Regions from separate parts of the Sus scrofa genome. Here region 2 is linked to region 1. Evidence: chromatin contacts called from public promoter capture Hi-C data. All regions are on one chromosome and are shown on one strand. Each heading gives the region's core, a stretch centred on a gene start, on an enhancer-like site or on the middle of the called end of the contact. The rest is flanking DNA. Distances are from core to core; before and after follow the strand shown.

What was found. Promoter capture Hi-C pulls out the DNA fragments that hold promoters and counts their contacts.
Region 2: a promoter capture Hi-C map of liver shows a contact between it and region 1, with 4 times the contacts expected there. The contact joins the promoter of LSM10 here to the promoter of ADPRHL2 in region 1. A contact is called at or near these places in 1 of 5 promoter capture datasets (liver), 7 of 47 Hi-C or Micro-C datasets (heart right ventricle, liver, mesenteric adipose tissue and 3 more) and 1 of 2 datasets of contacts at active chromatin or transcription factors (alveolar macrophages).

The regions. Positions count from the first base shown.
Region 1 is chr6:92,236,422-92,240,354 of Sscrofa11.1, forward strand. ADPRHL2 (poly(ADP-ribose) glycohydrolase ARH3) reads left to right here and starts at 2,046. Exons shown (of 6, transcript XM_003127788.4): 1 at 2,046-2,295. The coding sequence starts at 2,079. TEKT2 (tektin-2) reads left to right here. Exons shown (of 10, transcript XM_005665212.2): 5 at 1-37; 6 at 121-235; 7 at 424-531; 8 at 655-798; 9 at 933-1,012; 10 at 1,179-1,704. The coding sequence ends at 1,392.
Region 2 is chr6:92,495,209-92,499,177 of Sscrofa11.1, forward strand. It overlaps LSM10 (U7 snRNA-associated Sm-like protein LSm10), which reads right to left and starts at 1,678. Exons shown (of 2, transcript XM_021095943.1): 1 at 1,656-1,678.

The DNA.
Region 1 (3,933 bases), core at 796-3,295:
TCTCTCTGAAGATTAATCCTACACGTGTCCCCAGTGGGTAAGAAGAGCCTTTCGCTCAGTCTCTCTTCCTCCCTGCAAAGGCCAGACTCCCGCAACCCCAGTGTTTCCTTCCACCTGCAGCTCCACCACTCTCCAGCAGTGGGATGACTTCAGTCAGTTCAACAAGAACCGGGCAGAGGCTGAGATGAAAGGAGCCGTGGAGCTGAGGGAGGCCATCGCCCTAACTATTGCCGAGGTGCCTGACCCCCTCCTGCTCCCCCGATCCTCAGTGGCCAAGGGACGGCCACAGCATGCACTCAAGCCTTTGTCTTTTGTTCCCTGTCAGCCATGTGGCATCCCACCCCTCACCTGAGCCACATCCTCAGATGGCCAGAGGCCAAAGCTTATACCTTCCCCTTGTCCTGCCTACTTCCTGTCCTTCAGACCAACAATGAACTCGAAGCCCAAAGGGTTGCAACGGAATTTGCCTTCAGGAAGCGGCTGCGGGAGATGGAGAAGGTGTACAGTGAGCTCAAGTGGCAAGAGAAGAATGTGAGCTTCTCCGCGTATCTCCTGGGGCCTGGACTTCCTGCTGTGGGATGAGGAGCCTGGGGCCTTGCCAGGAAGCCCTGGACTGGGTGCACCAGGTGGAGACCAGTCCCTCTGTCCCTGCAGACCTTGGAGGAGATTGCTGAGCTGCAGGAGGACATCCGGCACCTGGAGGAGGATCTGCGCAGAAAGTTGCAGAACCTGAAGCTATGCCATACCCGGCTAGAGACCAGGACCTACCGGCCTAATGTGGAACTCTGCCGTGACCAGGTATGAGGGCACCCCAGCGGGGCACGGGCTCCCTGGTGGAGCAGGGGTTCTGGCATAGGCCACCCCCTGGCCCATGGGCAGAAGGACAGCCTGGCTGACCTGGGATTCCCTCCCACCTGCTCCTCTACCTCCAGGCACAGTTCGGCCTCACTGATGAGGTTCACCAGTTAGAGGCAACCATTGCCGCCCTGAAGCAGAAGCTGGCTCAAGCACAGTAGGTTTGGGGAGTGAGCAGGAGGGGCGGGGAGACAACTCCCACCACCCCAGCGGCGTGCTGCCTGCTGGCTTCCCTGCTGGCTTCCTGACTCAAGGTGGGTAAGCTCAGCCCTGCCTGCCCAGCCTCATGTAGTGGTGGTGGGTTGTTAATCCTCCCTCCCCAGGGACGCTCTGGATGCCCTGTACAAGCACCTGGCTCGGCTGCAGGCTGATATCGCCTGCAAGGCCAACTCCATGCTGTTGGACACCAAGTGCATGGATACTCGTCGGAAGCTGACCGTGCCTGCTGAGAAGTTTGTGCCTGAGGTGGACACCTTCACACGCACCACAAACCGCACCCTGAGTCCACTCAAGACCTGCCAGCTGGAGCTGACCTAGCGAGGGGCTGAGAACAGAGGGGAAGGCTGGTGGGAAATGAAGTGGAGGTGGGGATAATGAGTCAATAAAGGTGGGGGGTTCTCAGTCCAGAGGGTTCTCTGCTACCCCTGTAGTTGGAGGAGCACAGGCGGGGAACATCATCCCTCAAGCTCCAAGTTCCAAATCCCACTCCTTCCCCTTTCTCCCCTCAGGGGGCCTGTCTCGACCAGGCCAGCACCCCTGGGCTCTAGCTGTGCGACCTCCAACAAGCTCTGCCCCAGTTGGACCCTAGCCTGCCCTCTGGATGCCTAGGAGAGGCCCTGAGGGGGCCAGGGTGATGGGGGGAGGGCTTGGGGATGAGGGGCACCCAGCCCTGAGTGGGGGCCATGAGCGGCGGCTGCCCTGGGAGGGCTGGGGTACCCGGGCACATAAAGGCCTCGGAGCCAGTGACCCTACAGTCTGGCTCAGTGCCCACCCCTGGGGACCCTTTAGTGGACGTCCCGTCCGACTGTGATGCCCTTTCCAGGGGTGGGGGATGGGGACTAAAACCAGAGGCCGAGCCCAATCGAACCAGGGCTGCGGGACCACCCAGGTCACTCGCGCGCGGGAATTATGACTCCGCGCCTCGGGGTGTCGCTGTGGGGCCAGGGAAGCGGCGCCGCTGGGCACGCGTCGGCCGCACCGGAAGTGGCTGCGGATCGGCGCGGATGGCAGTGGCAGCGATGACGGCGGCGGCAGCGGCCTCCGGAGGGGCAGGGGCGGCCCGCTCCCTCTCCCGCTTCCGAGGCTGCCTGGCTGGCGCGCTGCTCGGGGACTGCGTGGGCGCCGTCTACGAGGCGCGCGACACGGTCGACCTGACGTCAGTCCTGCGTCAGGTCCAGGACCTGGAGCCGGACCCCGGATCGGCGGGGAGCCCGCGGACAGGTGGGCGGGCCCGGACGCACTGGGGCACGTGGAGGCCAAGGGTCGCGAGGGACGCTGGGAGGGAGGGAACCGCAGCGGGAGTGAGTGGCCGGATCTGCAGGACTTGCGGGCACCTCGGACTCAGCTTGTTTAAATCCGAGCCCCATCTTCACGAGTCTCGCCCCAGACGTTTGCCGGTTACGGGCCTGGCAACCCCATCCTCCCGCGGTACAGGCCACGCCTAGATTGCCTTGTCCAGTAGTACACCCCTGCCGATTCGACCCGATTTACCCAGTTCTCCTGGATCAGTGCACCACCGGTCCATCTCCACGCAGCTGGGAGTGCGCATCTGAAAACAGATCTGATGGCTGCCTCCCGCGCGCGTGAAGCTCTGCAGTGATTTTCCATTACCATTAAGACAGAATCAAACTCTTTAACGTGCCATCTGTGGCCGGTCCTCCCCTGCGGCCCCAGTTTCATCTTGTACCGCTCTGCATTGCTGTCACATCGTGCTTCCTCTTGCCGAGGCCTTTGCATGTACCGCTGTCCGTTTGCCTGTAAAGCTCTCTCCCCTGGGCAGTCTGCTCATCACCCAGATCTCAGCTCAGTATCACAGCTGAGGTCAAGCAGAGAATGAGTCTTCTGGGAGAGCATATAGAATAGTAAGGGAAAAGGGCCACACCCAGAACCCTGAAGGAGGAAAAGGAGCTAGAGAAGGAAATTGTTTGATAGGAGAAGTGGGGAGATGCGTAACAACAAAACTCAAGAATTTCTGGACGAAGACACTGGTCACTGGTGTGATGGTAAAAGGGGTTAAGTCTCGGGAAATCTAGATTTAGAAAAGCATTTTCAGTAGAAAGTTGAACCTTAGAAGTTAGATTTCAGGAGTTCCCATATGGCACAGTGGAAACAAATCTGGCTAGGAACCATGAGGTTGCAGGTTGCATCCCTGGCCTTGCTCAGGGGGATCCAGCATGGCATGAGCTGTGGTGTAGGTTGCAGACATGGTTTGGATCCCGCATTGCTGTGGCTCTGGCGTTGGCCAGCAGCTGTACCTCTGATTCAACCCCTAGCCTGGGAACCTACATATGCCGCAGGTGCAGCCCTACAAGGCAAAAAAAAAAAGTTAGATTTCAGTTGTGTTTAGGAAGAATTGGAAAAGGAGAAGATAAAAGTATGGTTTGGTATGAAGAGAAGGAGAGAGATGAACTGTGGTTGAGAGTCAGACAGGATGTTGGGACAGTTTTATATTTTCATTTTGGTTTGATGTTAAGATGAGGGAAAAACATTTGAGGTTGAGGTTTTAGGACCTTTTAGGCGCAAGTGGCAGAAAACCCAATTCAAAATAGCCTGAGCAAAAAGAGAATGCATTGGGTGACATCGCTGGGAAATCCAGTGGTAGGCCTGGCTTTAAGTGGAGCTGAGCCAAGCCATCTCAAGACCCAGTTCCTCTCCTTGTTCAGATCTGCATTCTTTTGGGTGAGCTTTCCTCTGGCAGACCCTTCCCTTAGGGGGGCCCCCAGCAGCACCCAGCTCTGCAGCTCCAGCAGAAGAAGTTTCTCTTTGTGGTGGCCCCAGCCACGTTCTCAGAGTCTCACTGGCCTGCTTTAGGTCATATGAACCAGGGGATGGGACGTGCAGTTGGGCTGGGCTGGAGGC
Region 2 (3,969 bases), core at 428-2,927, 260 kb after region 1:
GGAGAGGGTGTGGAGAAAAAGGAACCCTGTTACACTGTTGGTGGGATTGTAAAAACAGTATGGAGATTCCTCAGAAAACTAAAACTAGAACTACCATTTGATCCAGCAATCCCACTCCTGGGCATCTAACCAGAGAACACCATGACTCGCAAAGACACATGTACTCCGATGTTCATTGCAGCACTCTTTTCAATAGCCAAGACATGGAAACAACTTAAATGTCCATCGACAGAGGAGTGGATCAAGAAGATGTGGTACATATACACAATGGAATATTCCTTAACCCACTGAGCAAGGCCAGGTATAGAACCTGCAACCCCATGGTTCCTAGTCAAATTTGTTAACCACTGTGCCATGATGGGAACTCCTCTATCTCTATTTTTTTTTTAACCCTACTTCATTCTACTCCCTAACATATATGCTTTTTCTGGGGGTATATTCCCAGCCCAGCTCCCTGCTTGGTCAAGTATCTCCTTGCTGACAACTCCTACATGCTGAGTCCCTTGTCTGCACCTCCTGCCCAGGCTGCTCCACAGAAGACCTCTGTTTCCCAACCATCTGTTGCTTATTCCCATGAGTCTCACTGGTACTTGAAACTCAGCATGTCTGCAACATAGCTTCAGCAAGTCCTTTGCAAATGAGTTGCTGCTCTGAATTCTATTTCTGTGATTGCTACCACCATTTTTCAACCACCCAAGACAGGCACCTTGAATAAACTTGATAACTTCTATCACTTCTTTTTATTGTTTTAAAGGCCACACCTGCAGCATATGGAAGTTCCCAGGCTGGGGGTTGAGAATCAGAGTTGCAGCTTCAACCTCCACTGCAGCTTTTGGCAACACTGGATCCTTAACCCACTGAGCAAGGCCAATGATGAACCTGCATCCTCGCAATGTCAGGTTCTTAACCCACTGAGCCACAATGGGAATTCCAACTTCTGTCATTTCTTGATTCCCCTACACCTGTCACAGTCACTGAGCCTTGAAAATTCCTTGAAATTTGTCTCCCACTTTTTTTTCTTTGGCCACACTCTTGGCATGTGGAAGTTCCCAGGCCAGGGACTGAACCCAAGCGACAGCAATAGCCTGAGCCACAGTAGTACCAATGCTGCATCTCCAACCCACCAAGCCATGAGGTCTCCCATTCTTGCCTTTTTATTCTGACTGCTGCTATTCTAGTTGAGACTCGTTTTCTCATTTAATTCATTACAAAAGCCATCTTACTGGTTTGGGTGTCCCATGAGCCTTTGCAAACAAAGTACACCTATGAACTTAATTCACCTGCTAAGAAAAAATTAAAAAGCAATTCACGGAGTTCCCGTCGTGGTGCAGTGGTTAACGAATCCGACTAGGAACCATGAGGTTGCGGGTTCGGTCCCTGCCCTTGCTCAGTGGGTTAACGATCTGGCGTTGCCGTGAGCTGTGGTGTAGGTTGCAGACGCGGCTCGGATCCCGCGTTGCTGTGGCTCTGGAGTAGGCTGGTGGCTACAGCTCCGATTCGACCCCTAGCCTGGGAATCTCCATATGCCGCGGGAGCGGCCCAAGAAATAGCAACAACAACAACAGCAAAAAAGACAAAAAAGTAAATAAATAAATAAAAAGCAATTCACTAGCAGAATAGTCTCCAATATTGACATCGATTTGGTTCCAACCTACCTCTTAGCTGGATCTCCTTTAGGTTCTCTGTGTAGACTTTCCAACCAGTCTCCCTTCTTCCCTCCCTCCCTTTCTTCATTTCCTTTTGCCACTCTCGAGGCGTTCTTGGGCCAGGGATCAAACCCATGAGACAGCAGCGGCCCAAGATGCTACAGCAACAATGCTGGATCCTTAACCTACTGGGCCATAAGAGAATGCCTCTCCATCCAGTGTTTCTTAAGGTGTGTATGGAAACCATTTGCCTTAACATTATCTAGAATGCTTGTTAAACTAACCCCATACCTATTGAATCAGAAATGGAGCCTGGGAATCTGCCTGTCTAACAATACACACTAAAATTAGACTCCTTTCTAGTCAGACTCAGCCCCTCAGCAACCCCCAGACAAGCCCTGCATCCTTGTCTCTGCCTTCGCTAGCCTGCTCCATCTGCTGGGATCCGCTCTGCTTTATTCTATAGATAGGAGGTCCAATCCCTCCTTCAAAGGCTGGCTGGTGACCTAAACTCAGGCATTATCAGATTCTAAGTCTGAAGCGAGTGACATGAACCAGCAGGAACTGTTTGGGCTCCGTCCTGGTGCCTGTGTCATCTGGCACCTCATTCCTGGGGTTGCTGCTGGGGCTGGAGTGCTTCCCTGTGCTGCCTGCCCTTCCTTGGTTCCTGGCCATTTTCCCATGGCCCTTCGGACTTCCTGTCAGCTGGGAGTTGCCAAAGCCCTTTCAGTAGATTCTTTTCCCAGCTAAGCAGCCAGAATTAGTTTCGATTTTTTGCAACCTCAAACCCGGTCTAGGGCCCACTTGAATTGAGTTCATTTCAGGAGTCTTGAATATTTCTGTTCCCTTTTGATGAGCTGTGCCGTGGTTCTATTTCCAAACTGTCAGAGGAACACAGGATCCTGAGAGAATCCTGTTCCAGCTTGCCATCCGGGGTGCAAATCCCCTCTCCAGCAGCCTGAAGATGCTCCCCTAACATGGCCCGAGACCCAGGGGCCAGCAACTCCCTCCTCTGCCAGGTGTTGTACTCCTTTGCTGGGAAGTTTGGGGTAACTTCTACCCATTGCTTCTGGTGCCTTTCTATGGAGAACTGTCTTTATATTATATTTTAAAAGTTCCTGCTGTGGCGCCACAGCATTGGTGGTGCCTCTCCAGTGCGAGGGCACAGGTTTGATCCCTGGGTTGGCACAGTGGGTTAAAGGATCCAGTGTTGCCGAAGCTGTGGCATAGGTTGCAACTGTAGCTCAGATCTGATCCCTGACCCAGGAACTCCATAGGCTGTGGGGTGGCCAAAAAAAGTTTTTTCATGCCCTTTGAAAGTGAAGTAAATGTCCTGAATAAATAAAAATGACATCAGTCTACGCGTGACGTGATGGAACATCTCTGGGAAAGTGAGCCTGCAGACCAGGTGAGGGGGACACAGATTTGCAAGTTAATAGTTATGGTTAAAAGTAATGGCCTTGGAGTTCCTGTCGTGGCTCAGCAGTAATGAACCCCATTACTATCCACGAGGATGACAATTTGCCCTCTGGCCTTGATCAGTGGGTTAAGGATCTGGTGTAACTGTGAGTTGTGGTGTAGGTCAAAGACGCGGCTCAGATCTGGTGTTGCTGTGCTGTGGTGCAGGTCCGCAGCTGCAGCTCCGATTCGACCCCTAACTTGGGAACCTCCATATGCTGCAGGTGTGGCCCTAAAAAGACAAAGAAAGAAAAAAAAAAGTAATGGCCTTTCTAAAAAAAAGTGATGCAAAACAATCTGCAGAAGAATGCAAACTAAGCACTGCAGGACACAAAACGTTTGGTCAGCACTGGAGTGGGAGTAATGACAGGGTAAGAGTGAGAAATGGAGTGAGAGAGAGATGAGGTAGGAATGAAGATGGGGGGAAACGCCAGGGACGAAATAAGGATCCTCCAGCCATGGCCCTGGCCATTCAGACAGACTTTTTAAAAAGGCTATGGGAGTTTCTATTGTGGCACAGCAGAAATGAATCCGACTAGTAACCATGAGGTTGTAGGTTCGATCCCTGGCCTCGCTCAGTGGGTTAAGGATCCCCTGTTGCTGTGACTGTGGTGTAGGCTAGCAGCTACAGCTCTGATTCGACCCCTAGCCTGGGAACCTCCATATGCCGCAGATGTAGCCCTCAAAAGGCAAAAAAAAGGCTACGATCCTCAGTCAGAAGTCCCCGGGGAGAGAAAAGGCGTGATCAGAAATTCATACGACTTAGGGCCTGGAGACAGAGGAGGGACGTGTGGTGTGACAGGAGCTATGGGAGCAGAAGGGAGGAAGGCGAGGCGCACTGAAGCCTGGAGAGCTGGTGAGTGAG